Regions from separate parts of the Mus musculus genome. Here regions 1 and 3 are each linked to region 2. A link is a contact called in public Hi-C data. All regions are on one chromosome and are shown on one strand. Each heading gives the region's core, a stretch centred on a gene start, on an enhancer-like site or on the middle of the called end of the contact. The rest is flanking DNA. Distances are from core to core; before and after follow the strand shown. Region 1 overlaps Magi2 (membrane associated guanylate kinase, WW and PDZ domain containing 2). Region 2 overlaps Magi2 (membrane associated guanylate kinase, WW and PDZ domain containing 2). Region 3 overlaps Magi2 (membrane associated guanylate kinase, WW and PDZ domain containing 2).

The links. A called contact is a pair of places that touch in the nucleus more often than the background predicts.
Region 1: a contact with region 2 is called in a Hi-C map of myocytes, with 2.8 times the contacts expected there. The contact joins two enhancer-like sites. A contact is called at or near these places in 2 of 39 promoter capture datasets (embryonic stem cells and stem cell-derived epiblast-like cells), 6 of 484 Hi-C or Micro-C datasets (MC3T3-E1-derived osteoblasts, bone marrow-derived macrophages, cerebellar granule neurons and 3 more), 5 of 115 datasets of contacts at active chromatin or transcription factors (T-cell acute lymphoblastic leukemia, bone marrow-derived macrophages and embryonic stem cells) and 1 of 9 other capture datasets (pancreatic islet).
Region 3: a Hi-C map of cerebral cortex shows a contact between it and region 2, with 2.5 times the contacts expected there. The contact joins two enhancer-like sites. A contact is called at or near these places in 5 of 39 promoter capture datasets (embryonic stem cells, hippocampal neurons, liver and 2 more), 2 of 484 Hi-C or Micro-C datasets (cerebral cortex and nephron progenitors), 2 of 115 datasets of contacts at active chromatin or transcription factors (bone marrow-derived macrophages and embryonic stem cells) and 1 of 9 other capture datasets (adipose tissue).

What each region holds. Positions count from the first base shown.
Region 1 is chr5:20,632,415-20,636,899 of GRCm38.p6, reverse strand. The region is part of intron 20 of Magi2 (membrane associated guanylate kinase, WW and PDZ domain containing 2); the gene reads right to left. Among named protein-coding and RNA genes, the nearest start is that of Gm52763, 47 kb to the left of the region's middle. Within about 2 kb of position 1,834, at least 16 of the 459 cell types and tissues checked have an H3K27ac peak or open chromatin away from gene starts, as enhancers often do. A contact at or near this core is called in myocytes, where this site is marked.
Region 2 is chr5:20,701,107-20,705,730 of GRCm38.p6, reverse strand. Magi2 (membrane associated guanylate kinase, WW and PDZ domain containing 2) reads right to left here. Exons shown (of 23, transcript NM_001170746.1): 23 at 940-3,661. The coding sequence ends at 3,605. Among named protein-coding and RNA genes, the nearest start is that of Gm52763, 22 kb to the right of the region's middle. Within about 2 kb of position 3,355, at least 415 of the 459 cell types and tissues checked have an H3K27ac peak or open chromatin away from gene starts, as enhancers often do. A contact at or near this core is called in cerebral cortex and myocytes, where this site is marked.
Region 3 is chr5:20,580,735-20,584,856 of GRCm38.p6, reverse strand. All of the region lies in intron 16 of Magi2 (membrane associated guanylate kinase, WW and PDZ domain containing 2), which reads right to left. Among named protein-coding and RNA genes, the nearest start is that of Gm52764, 40 kb to the right of the region's middle. Within about 2 kb of position 1,491, at least 11 of the 459 cell types and tissues checked have an H3K27ac peak or open chromatin away from gene starts, as enhancers often do. A contact at or near this core is called in cerebral cortex, where this site is marked.

The DNA of each region.
Region 1 (4,485 bases), core at 585-3,084, 67 kb after region 2:
GCAAATGACTGAATATTTACCTTTGCGGTTGTACTGGCCAGTTTTGTGTCAACTTGACACAAGCTAGAATCATCAAAGAGGACTGAGCCTCGGTTGAGAAAATGCCAATATAAGATCCAGCCCTGACAGGTCTGTAGGGCTTAAAAAAAAACAAACAAACAAACTAGTTATTTATGGGGGAACACTCAGGCCATTGTGAGGGGGCCATTCCTGGGCTGGTGGTCCTGAGTTCTATAGGAAAGCAGGCTGAGCAAGCCACGAGGAACAAGCCTGTACATAGTACCCCTTCCATGGCTTCTGCATCAGCTCCTGCCTCCACGACTCTGCATTGTTTGATTTCCTTTAATGATGAACAGTGCTGTGGAAGTGTAAGCCAAATGAACCTTTCCCCACCAAGTTTCTTTGGCCGTGGTGCTTCATCATAGCAATGGAAACCCAAACTAAAATAATAAGAAGGAGCGATGAGGGTGAATAGAATCAGAATATACTATCTGTTTCAAAATGCTACAATAAAATGCATTATTTTGTATAATCAAAAGAGACATAAAATATACATAACTGCATGCCCCAAATAGTCCTAATACCCAGTCCATCCAATTATGAGTGAGAATTCAGCAACGAAGAGTCGGGGACAGCTGTAACTGGGCATAAGCCTTGTCAGCAATGAATGGCTCTGAATATCCCTGATCATCTTAGCCTTTCTCTTGAGATGATAACTGTAAAGACATCATGAAGTCTCAGATCAACAGCATCATGTATGTCCTTGCGCAGTATTTGAACTATGCACAAAGACTACATAAGTGAGAGAAATCATGGCAGTAGCAGGCACTGGTGTCTACTGCCTCGGCCATAACAGACACACAGTCTTTCATTAAGGGTTTAATTTCAGGGCTGTGGAGACCCTTTACTCTTCATATGATACCAAGTATTATTGGCAATGTATGTGTTGATTATAATAATTTTTCTATTGAAGTACTAAATCTAAATAAATAGGAAGCCAGGGATCATTGAGTCAACAGTCACTATGATACACAAAACAAACATTATCCATTTATTTTCTTTTTACTACTTAAAGTCACATATTAATTACTTAAATTTTGCATCTAGGAATGTAGCCGAGTGTCTAAAAATCTGTTTCTGTTCGACTTAATTCAGATTGTCCATCCATGCATGAGAACAGCTGAGCTATGAAATTGGGCAGCATGTTTTCTGGCAATAATGGGCAGATAATATTCCTTAGGAGTATTTAAGTGACATCACTATCAATAGGTTAATTGAAAATGAAAATGTAAAGCTTTCGTAAATCATGAGCCTAAAAGGTCCCTGGCTTATGGTAGCTTTGCCATGTCCTCTTGAAACCCTCTCACTCTGCAGTCTGATTGATGCAATGGTGGCTGCTCTCAGGATTCCATGGCAAGTCATGGTTTTCAAAGGGAGCTTTCCCAAACAGATCTTGACTCAAACATATTAGTCTGTCTCTTCCTCTCTTACATTTTTGAAAACTGACTCCTGCACCCAATGAAAGGATGTTGAGTGGAGAGGAGAAACACAATTTGAAGTGAGGAGGCCAGAGCTGACTGCAGTCGGGGATGTCAGAAGCCAGAGATATGAGAGAGTATTGGCTAAGCGCTAATACTCTCTCAGGCATCCCAGCTAGCTTCAAAGAATTCTAAGCCCTCCCTGTGAACCTCTTTTTCCTTACACCCCCAGATAGATCCATGCATTTGCAGTTTCGTCTCCATGTAAAATTCAGTCGGTTATCCTGGAGCCTGTGCAGCTGTGGTCCACCCAGATGAATACCACAGGCAATTTACAACAACACACCCATTCAACATAGTCTCATGCCAGAGATTCTTTTGAGATGTGTTAGAAACATGATCACATTTTGCTCTGAAATAAGCAGACAAATCTGTGGTGGGAGAGAACTGACAGAAGAATTTACAGTTAAATGTGGAGAAGGAAAGGGAGCCGATTGACGAGTGACGCAGAACAAGTGCCGCGGGCGTGAGGAGATGGGATTAACTCTCTGCATGATTACTTAATTTGAAGTACCCATGGCACATCTGTTTACACTCCTCTTTTTTTGTAATACATATTTTTTCATATGCCTTGGGCTGACATCCTTAACTCTGCGTGAGCCTCTGGGAATCACTTTGGTGTCCTTCAGGATGCTCCCCCTGTTCCGGAAGGTTTGCCATTTCAGGTTCTCTCCTAGACTATATTCCTGATCATCCTTTCCAGTGTGTTTCTTGCAGTTTTGTGTAATGACTAAATACGTCTGAGGGAAGGCTCCCAGGCCTGCTCGGGTTCACCGCTGTATCGATACTTTTAGGGGCTGGTCCTGTGTTGTCAATGATGTTGGTGATGCTGCAGACTCATTTTATGATGTGGTCTCTCGTCACCAAGAGGGCTGAATAAGAATGTAAATGAAGATTGCCTAGCTTCGCTGCTCCTTCTAGAAAAAAAATGCTTCTTCTGATGGAAAATCCTTTTCTAATCACCTTTGTTTTTCAAGATCATCACGTTGTTATTATAAGTGGTTTGATTAAACTGTCTCTGGCCACTGAGGCATAAATATAAAATTGATTAATTTGTCCAATAACTGCTACCAGCTGTGCTCTGTCAGCCGCTGTCCCTTCCCTGCTGGGTAGCAGTTCAAGTCCATTATTTTTCAACATTTTAAGCCATTAAAAATATATCGCAGCGTCATACGAGAAGCTACCCCGACTCCCCCTCTTTGACACAGACTAGAGGGAAGGATTGAGTTGCTTAAATGAATGAAAGGTTTTGCTCTCCCATGTTCTGAACCCTCTCTCTTCTTCATTTCCTTGGGCTTCTAGAGGGGCTCTGGTGGTGCGGACATTTCTGAGCTGCTGGCGCCAAGCCTGGCCTGCTCCCTCCTCCGCACCTGACGTACATCTTTCCGTGACATATGTATGCCAGAAGTAATACACAATGCTGGGTTGTTTTACAGGTTTACATAAGCACCATCACATACATGATTCTTTAACATCCTTTTTAAAACTTAATATTATGTTGTTAAAATGTCTCCCAGTAGAAAATGCAGTTTACCCGTGTAAGCTACTGTAGAACTCTGTATCCCACAAATGGCATACTGCTTACTTTTATATTCTACTGATAGCCATAGGCACTCTCTCCTACACTCAGTCTTTACAATGAGGACCGATGTGACAGTGATTACTGTCTCCTGGTGTAGATGAGTAAAACCAGAGAAGAGACATAATGGTGAAGTTTTGACCTATCGGTAAATGTATATATCCAAATTTATTGGATGTTGCCAATTTTCTCTCCAAAGACTCCACGACTAACAGACAAGAGCTCCCTGTCCCTCTTGTTACTGTCCTTGTTTAGAAATGCCAGTTGTTTATTTTTAGCATTTGCCTGCTTGATAGATGACATCACAATGTCGATTCCTTAATTTGTATTTTCATGATGGTAAGTATCTTTCAAGATTATTTTAGTCACTGGGGTTTCCTTTCTACAGCTTTTCTCATTCTGCACTTCTCTCATGCTTTCTGTCTGGCTTGTACTTCTTGTAATTCATGCAGGTTTAAAAAAGTATATTTATATGTTCTGGATAGTGTTCATTTATTGCAATTTTCAAGTGCAAATTCATTTTCAAATGCAAGTGGTTTCCAAAATCTTTAGGTTACAGTCAGTAAAAAGTGATCAGAATTCAGGCTTAAGAACAATGCCTTCCCTTCCTCCTCCCACTTCACTTACACGGCATTAAATGCATTAAGTACCAATTATTAACTCAAACATTTTAATTGCAATTTACAGACAAAGGTTTTACTGGAAGTTATTCCCCAGCTGTATGGGAGATCTTTAGAAAATGAAAAGGGCTTTTTTTTTCAAGGAAATTAGTCATATAAATTAGAGTGGACGTATATTAACCATCCTACCATTTTCTTAGTAAAATATTTGGGGAGTAGCTGAGCTACAGAGAGTTGAAATTTTTTTGCCTTCTATTGTCTATCTTGAATTGTGGTCCACCTAATACCCGTGGCCTCTTCAGAAGTTTAACCCAGGAATAAAGCTTAGACTTATAAGGTCCCTCTTTTAAATTAAGATCTCCTCAACACACTAGAAAGCATCGCTTCAGAAGCGCTTTGCTTCTGTAAGAAAGCATGGATCCATTTATTATAATGGTGATGTACATAAAATTTTATAAAACAACAGCAGCCCCTGGTGCAGGACCTTTTTCAGTTAGACCCTTTACTATAACTAAACGCAGTTGCCATTGTCAGCCTGGGATGGCCTGGAAGGCTTTCTTTGCCACCAGCCTAGATGTGGCCATGCTCTCTTGGACATTTTCACAAACGTCTATCTTCTAGTTTAACATTTCTCAGGATAAGAGTCATTTTTACTTGGACACCTGGGGGATACTTGGAAAATTTACGTTTATTGATTATCTACCTATATTCCTTTGCCTTTGCTAGTATTTGTCTTACATATTTGTGT
Region 2 (4,624 bases), core at 2,106-4,605:
GGTGTTGGTGCAAATTGGTAGGCTGGAGGCAGCTGCAGCCTGCAGGTGGCTTGTCAGAGTAGCGCTTGAGCCTTCTTGTTCACTGGTTCTTAAAAATGTAAATTAACCATGTTAACCTTAAAAACAAGACAAAACTGCACCATCTCAAATAGTGCTTGATTTCCTACTTCCTGCCCCTCTTCTCTGAAACTGATGTGTGAGCTTTTTAATATAGTAAATAGTATTGAAATGAAAGATTGGCAGGTTAGGAATTTTAGGTCTCTCATTGGTGTAATGTGGAAAAGTCCTTGCAGCACCAGTTGAGAACTGTTCTCTTGGATCACAAACTCCATGACACTCCCAGGTGCAACTTGCTCCTCTGCAAGGTAAAACCTACAATCAGCCACTGGTTTTGGATTTAAATACTGCTGCTATGTATGTTGTTGATACTGTAACTTTTTCCATAAGAGGGTTTAAGGTATCAATGTAGTAAACAGCAGAAACACACAGCCAAGTCGTGATTTAAGCAAAAGATAGTCCTAACTGGATAGTTTCAGTTTACTTGAGTTAAAAACAAACAAAACCCAAATCCTCAAACCAAAACAGTTTTTCTGTGTATTGCCAGGGCATCCAGACTCAAATCTCAAAGAAGTTCTATTTCAGTCATTAAACTTATACTTTAGACATTTCAGGGGCGGGGGGAGCAGCTTTAAAAAGCCAAGGGAGGTGACAGTGGGGCGAGGCAGGAAGTGGTGGCACCGTGCCTTTAATCCCAGTACTGGGAGGCAGAGGATCTCTGTGAGTTTGAAGCCAGCCTGGTCTACAGATTGAGTTTCTGGACAGCCAGGGCTACACAGAGAAAACATGTTTTGAAAAACAAAACAATCAAACCAAACCAAAATAATAATAATAATAATACCCCTATTCCTTACTAAATTAAAATTAACACACAGTTTATATAGCTGGAAAAAGAAAAGATTTTTGGATATATATTTTATTTGACAGTGTTTTAGAATATCATACAGTAAACAAGATTTCTGTAAAAGTTAATTTATCCATAGTGGTGCGTTTCATAAAAATAGTTGCTCACTTACAGTCTTTCTGTGACTATTAATACATGGAATTATATTTATAGAGATACAGCTGTACAGGGTAAATTCACAGCTAACACTACACAGAAATATTATTTGGAATGAGATTTAGATGATGTGCTGTCTTCACGGGTTATGGATTACAGCCGCATAAAGCAATTGCTGCACGGGTAGTAGCTGTGAAGTGTGCAAATTAGAGTTTATGCAAGGGTGATCTCCACGGTTGTCCTTCTGAAGCCTATGGAACGTAAAGGTCAGAGGACACAGTACCAGGACGTACGTGCAGCTACACTACAGAGCATGGTCCAAACCCAGAGTCAATAAATTAATGGCAAACTATACTGGATTTCTAGTCCAGGGGAAAAAGACAAATTGAGATTAAACCGAAAGTATAAACCGCTACACGTGTTTGTGCTTTGTTTATGATGAATGTGTTTCATTTTGGAAATTACTTTTACAAGCTGCAATACCCTTCACTTGAGGCTTCTGACCATATTTGCTTGTGGAACAACTATCTTTATGTACGATGGAAATTAAACTAGGTAGTGTCCAGAGAGTGGGAAGACTCATTGAGACAGCAGTTACATGTGACCTGGCGTGATGGACCCGGCTTCCCTCTTACTCAACAAGTACTTGTGTAAGGAGCAGAATATCTGAAGAGTTGAAGCCTCAGTTATACAAAACATATTCATGACAAAATGCCTTCAGACATTTTGTCTTTAAATATGTGCAGCTACAATAAATACCAATGGATAGCTGACTAATGTTAACGTTTGACAGTTTTTACTGCAGGGACAATCGCTGACCTGCGATGGTAACCCGGGGACATAAAGGTGCATCTATAGATTGTTAGTGTAACAAAAAGCATTAGCAAATTGGAGGCGAAAAGCTACAGGTGGAAACAAAAAGGAGATCAAATAAGGAAAGCAGAAAGGAATGCCAAAGGACTTATGTTCTTTAATGAAAATAAATTAGTTATCATAATGCTTTCAATATTAGAGATTCTAATTTGAGAAATATAGGACAAATACTTTGTCAAAGTGCAAATGAAGAGCTTTAAAATAAGACAATCAAATAGGTAAAATAGAAGATTGCTAACAGAGCAGCTACGTATCTCTGAGTGCCTGGGATGACAGGAAGCCTTTTCAGGAAGGAACTGCAGCGTTGTCAATCTCGATTAAACAGATTATGGTCTTTTGATTATCAAACTCATTATTTTAGAGGCAACCAATTAGGATCTACGAGCTAACCTGCAAAATTCTGACTTACGGCAAACTGCTCCCTAGGATACAATTTTTAAAACCTTTTTTCCCTACTACTGAAAATGTACAGAAATGTGACTTGACCACAGAAATGGCAGTAAAAAAGGCATCACACCAATGAATTCACTAGGTTTCTAACTCATCCTGCAGTAGGCAGGGGACGCTGCTGCTAATACCGTTGGTGGATGCTGAAGGGGGAGCCATGGAAACGTAGCATGGGAGAACAGTTCTGGATGTTTCAAAGAAACCCTTTATCCCCTGTCTAGATATGTCAAGAACGATTTATTTACAACACTTTAGATCAATTAAAAGATATAATCTTGTCTCAGTTTCCGCTTGCTCCGTGCAGTTTGATTTTTTTTTAAGGCGATATTCCAGTTTGTGATTGCTCTGAACTTGTCCAGTTTCTTGATATAAAGTTTGGATGACATCCAAATCCTTCATGCAGTGGGGGGAACTTTTTTCTTTTTCTCTTTTTGAATCTAAAGCTACACTGCACTGTCTCTCTGTGATGTTTGCGTGATTTTGGTTCTTCCGTAGCTGCCAAAGCTCCCACCATGGAACCGGGGGCTTTAGGATCAGTTTAGGTCTGCCTGCGCGCACACCGTGCCGTGCCGCCTACGCGCGTCGCACGCCGGCGCTCCCGGGCTTCGGCGCCTCGTATAGATCTATGCGTGTGACAGTGGAAATAAATTAAAACGCCGTGAGACGGAACCCAGGAAGATCGGCCTGCGTGGAGGCGGGCGGGGGCCCCTCGCCTTGGGGCTCATCTGCCCGCGGCCGAGGCGCCAGGCTGCAGGGCGCCCGGCAGCTTGTCGGAGCCCGGCACCTTCCAGGGCCCCGGCGCCATCGTCGCCTTGCGCGCTGGGCCGCCCCCCGTGGGCCGCGCTGCGGGTCGGGCCCCCGAGCGCACACCCACCTTGGCCTCGGCCTCCCGCGCGCCCGCGGCCCCGAGGCCCTCACGCCGGCCGCGCAGCGCCTCCTTCCCGTCGGCCGCCTCCGAGGCGGGCCTGCCGGCCTCGGGCCGCCCCTGGCCGCCGGGCACCTCCTCCAGCCTGGGCCGCGCACTGCGCTGCGGGCTCGCCGAGCGCTCCCTCTGCTCCCCCAGGCGCTGCTTCTTCTGGCCGCCGGCCGAAAGCTCCTTTGGTTTCCTAACGTCGTGTTCCCTTTGGATATCCCAAGTTGGGTCTGGGCCTATCTGGTGGGAAGGGTCGGAGGGTGGGGCTGGATGTGATGGAGAGAATGGAGAGAGGATGTCTTCGAGGGAGACGCCTACTTCCGGCAGGCCTGGGGCGGCGGCAGCGGCAGCACTCCAGGCGTGGGGTTCGTCTGTGGACAGGAAGCACAGGCGTTAGGGCGCGCCGCGTCCCCGCGCTCCAGCTAACTCCCCCACCCCCATGCCGGGGACCCGGGCTGGCAGCCAGGCGGCTGCTCTCAAGGGCCCCGCCACATCCCTCAACTGCCCAGAGGGCAGCCAGCCGCACCCCGGGGTTCCGTCCCCCACCCGTCCCGGGCAGCCATCGCTCAAGAGTTCAAGGCACAGCTCGGGCCTAATCCCTTTGCCTCAGTCTGCTCTTAATTTCTGGGGTCACGCCTAGCATGGCCACTGACTTGGCAATAAATCACCGGTTCTCAGACCTCACTGTGGAAATACAAGTTGCCCAGCGACCCAGCCCAGCAGGTCCCAGCAGTATAGAGACCAGGTGCTCCTCTGTTTTTAGCAGGCCTTCTGCGATTCTTGGGATGGATCTGAGTCCTCCTCAAAGGAGTTGGGTGTGTGATTTTCTCAGCCGTTAGGTGTCGCTCAAAGCATAGTTCTCAGCAATTGCCTAATAACCTTGGGATTTGGATTGATTCATCTGAAAACTATCATTGCTTTCTTGCCCGAAAAGAAAATCATTGTCTTTGATTTTTTTTTTTTTTTTTTTTTGTAGTTTTAACATGGATGGCTCCTAGACTAAGATAAACGGGACTGATTCTAGAAAGCCTAGCTTTAAGGCCATTGAGGATTTACTCTGTTGCCTTCCAAGCAACTATGTTGACTTTCCAAAAAAGTATATATAACATAAAACAAAACACTGGCCGGAAACCAAGTAGGGGGCAGATGTGTTGGATTCAGTGAGTTAGTTATGACCACCAGCAATAACATTTCCCTGGAATTTTCTTACCCCAAGGCAAAATCAAGCAGGGAAATTCAATACAGGAACCCTTGATATTTGTGAGGAAAATGTCTCATGACCTTTGAAAAGATCTTAAGTTTTATAATTCTCAGAATGTTATTTTCTCTAAGGA
Region 3 (4,122 bases), core at 242-2,741, 120 kb after region 2:
GAGAAAATGTTTAGTAAGTACTGACTCTGGGCCTTTTGTGTCCTGAAGTTTTGCTGTAGTGCACTTGATGTGGTTGGTATGAGGACTTGTTTCTATGAGATACTTGGGAGCACCCATTATAGAATGTCTTTGATAATTCCTACTGTGTTTCTCTGCTCTCTCTTGCTACGGCTCTTCATTAGCTATCGTCCTCCAAAATTGGTCTGCAATTCTCTTAACATTTCTCTAAGACTTCATGCTTCTTTTTTGTTCTGTTTCACATGAGAGTTCATTTAATTTTATTCCCCAATGCTTATACTAAAAATTTAATTTAGTCATGATAATTTCAATATCTAAGAATTCTTTCTTTAACAATATTGCTCTTTTTAATAAAAAATAGTATTCTGCTTTTATGTGATTATAATGCTAGTTTAGACAGTTGGGAATCACAGGAGACCCTAGAATTTTCAATAAATTTTTGTTTATTAAAGATGTCCATTATGTGGTATTATATAATAACAGTACAAAACTGACTAGGATGGCTGTATTCCTGCTGTATACTTATCATTTTTTACTTATTTTTCTGCCTCTAATTTTCTGGTTTTTTTTATTAGATATTTTCTTCATTTACATTTCAGATACATTTCCCCAAAGCCCCCCATAACCTCCCTCTAATTTTCTTTTGAGGTGCTGGGGATAAAACTCAGGGCCGTGTGCAGCTTATTGCCAGCACTTGCTTTTCTATTTAAAACTGCTTAAACATTTATTTACTTATTGTGTGTGTGTGTGTGTGTGTGTGTGTGTGTGTGTGTAAGTCCCTTTACCATCTGAGCCACCTCACTGACCCTGCTGATGTTTTGATTTAAAAAAACCTTCATGTTTTATTTTGTCCTGGGTTTTACAGCTCTGAGCCTCTCAGAATTCCTAAAGACAAAGAATGGGTATATATGTGGTCTCTCCATCTGTCTTTGTTCTCTGACTTGCAAAGTAAGTTGCTACTTTTTTTAATCTTTAACCTGCTCTACCCACTCCTGCCCTGTCCTACTTCTGTCCCTCCTCCTCCTGCTGACGCCTTTCCTACTGTACTACAATGGGGTCTGAGAAATCGGAGGTGATAAACATATTTCCATTTTGCCACCATCAATCAGCAAATGAAAAAATCAATTAAAGACCGTATTCAGTTGCTGCCTTTAGTACTTTGGGGGCCTTAGTAAGAGATTTGGAATCCACTTGAAATACAAATGAGAAATAATAATGAATTCATACTAAAAACAATTTCTGTTGTTTGTTTCCTGTAGCACAGACGACTGACCTCTTCCGAGTGCTCTCTAAATGTCATACAATTATATTTTATCAACACGGGCTTGGGGTTAAAATGCTCAATAAAACCACACTTTCTCTCTTCCGTATCTGTATCTCTCCTCCGTATCCCATATCAAAGCACAGGAGACTTCACGCCCATCAACGTTCCTGGTGCTGAGTAATTTCTCAGCGGCCCAGTAGGGATGACTGATAGCTACAAGCAGGTGCCGCTGACAAATCCCGTTTCTCATTCTTACAGATGCCACACGCTCTGTCTCTGCCAGCTCCCTTTTCCTTCACAGCCTCTGAAATTGTGTTTTGTAAGAAGTCACTAGGCTATCATCACACGGTTCCCTGTTACAATCTGCAAATGTCAAAAGCAATCAGGTGCACTATCAGCCTTCCATTGTATTCCCCCGAGCCCCGAGGCAGATAATAACTTCTTGCAATATTTCCTTAATGTAAATGGAAACAGATACTAGCCCAGGCAAATGATCCCTCCTGAGCCAGCTGTCCTTTGCAATATGTTATCCCCAAGATTACATGAATATTTATTGACTTCAGGGTTTCCCCCGCCCTAACTGAAGCCAAAGTTTTACTAACAGGGTATAGCATGCTTTAACTTGAAATGGTCTAATTTTGCATGATTAGGAAAAAAAAAACTCCAAATATGAAAAGGCCTTAAGCGAAGTACCCAGGAGCCAGGAGATCATATATTAACTTTGAAAACAACTTGCAGTATGACCGCCGAGTGGTTAAATAAATTGTTTCAGCACGTGAGAGTTTTGTGTGTGGTTCTCTTCACGCGTATTCCTCTTTGTGAGCATCACACTCTGTAGCTTACTTTCCATCTCTGTTTGTGGACAGTTTCTTTCAACACTTGTATTTTCGGTACTGCAGCTACACACATTATCACTTTTAACTAAACAACACTTTACATACTATGTTTCTGCAATAATTTTGCGAGATTGTTATTGCAAAATGACTTTTATTTCGCTAAAATGAGAAATGCAAACGGACCAGGGAGTCCCCAGATGCATACAGCAAGATGACAATTATCCTCCAGAGGGAAGAGACCAAGAGCAAAATCATACTTCACCCAAGATCTATAGATGGAAAAAACCCAAAAAACAAGAACCATGAAAACATCTTTAGTGTTGTTGGTCTTTAGGGAAAAAGTATAATGTAAAGTTGAAGTCGAGATGCTGCTGTGTGCCTACTGGGATGCTTAATGTGTCTACATGAAATGATCACAAAGTGGAAAAGCTTGGAAATAATTTCAAAGATGGAAAGCATCCAGCCCTCCCATCTGAGCCACTGAGGACCAGGCGTCCACGATCCATCACGGCCATCCTCAATACTTACCAAATGAAAATACCTTTGCATGTTCTTTTAAAATTACAGAGCCTATTTTCACACCAAGATTTACAAAAAGATGCCTGCCAGCTTTGTTTGTGATTATTCCAAACAAAAAGCAACCCCAAAGTCTCTCAACTAAGGACTGATAAACTGTGGCACATCCATAAGATGGAGAACTATGAAGTCAAATGAACCAAATATCAATACAAGAAACGACAACTGGCAAAGCTAAAATGAATTACGTGAGATGCAAAGACATCAGAGCCAGAAACTCGGTACAATAATTTTATACAGAGAAAGGTAAAATATTAGAACAGAAAAAAAATATCAGTGGGTCACAGAGATGGGCAGGTGTGAGGCCTCATGGCTTCATTTTGACTATGGCTGTAAAACTAAGCATACTCTTTAAAACTTAGACTACCGATTACACTACAGATTACAGATCTCTACTCTATTGGAATCAAACCTTAAAAAACAGGAAGAAGAGTGAGATAAACAGGGGAAACAAAGGCAGTGGGCAAATATAGAGATAGATAAACAATTGGCATAGACTGAGCAGGAGGAAAGAGTTGGGCAACGGAGTGTGGAGGGTCTCTGGGAATCACCAGAGGAAGAGCTATGTAATCTGGGTTTGGCAGGGCACATGGGATCCTCCCAAATGGCAGTGTGGAGGGAGACGAGCTATCACCACCACCTGTGCTGTCATTTGCACAGGCAGATCTGTGGGTTAGTGAGGTCTGTTATGTGCAGTGACACACACCAGTAGATGCAAATCCCAGTGAGCCTAGCACAGAGGAGGGAGGCTAGATCATGAAAGGTCTCACCCGCTGTACAGGTTCTGGCTTTAATCTGAGAGTCAAATGGGAGCTGCTAATCCATGGAATCAGGACAGGTAGCTGAGCTCATCAGGAACAGAGTACAGTGTTAAGTGAGGAGTGGAACACAGGGTGGGGGGGGGGGCAGAGGCAAAGGTACAAGCTGACACAAGGACACTGAAAGTTCTATCTCCTAAGTCACGCTAGTCCTATGTGGCCAGTGGCTACAGGTTAGTGCTGCATGCAGAATGACCCATTTCCTGGGTGGGAGAAGATTCTGTTGAAGGTTGCTGGCTTAGTACTCCATACCAGTATTTGCAGTGTCTGAGGGCAAGCACACTGTAATCTCTGTGAATCTGCCTTAATCTCTCAAGGGTGATAAGACAGCTATGTATATATTTAACTAAGAGACAGAACATGGACACTGATTGGGGTTGAGTGGACGCATCACTCCCAGTAGCGAGCAGATTTTAGTTGTATTTTCAATAGGCTCAGGGCCCATGGGACTGTGGCTATTTCTCATCTTGCTTTTCCTTGAGCAGCTCTGAGGAACATTCCAATGATACCTTCCCTGTTAGGACAATCTTTCTCGGGTTATTTCAACTGCTTGGTGCCAGAAACCACAACGGCAAAAGCCTCCAGAATGTGTGTTGTCCTTGCTTTCTGG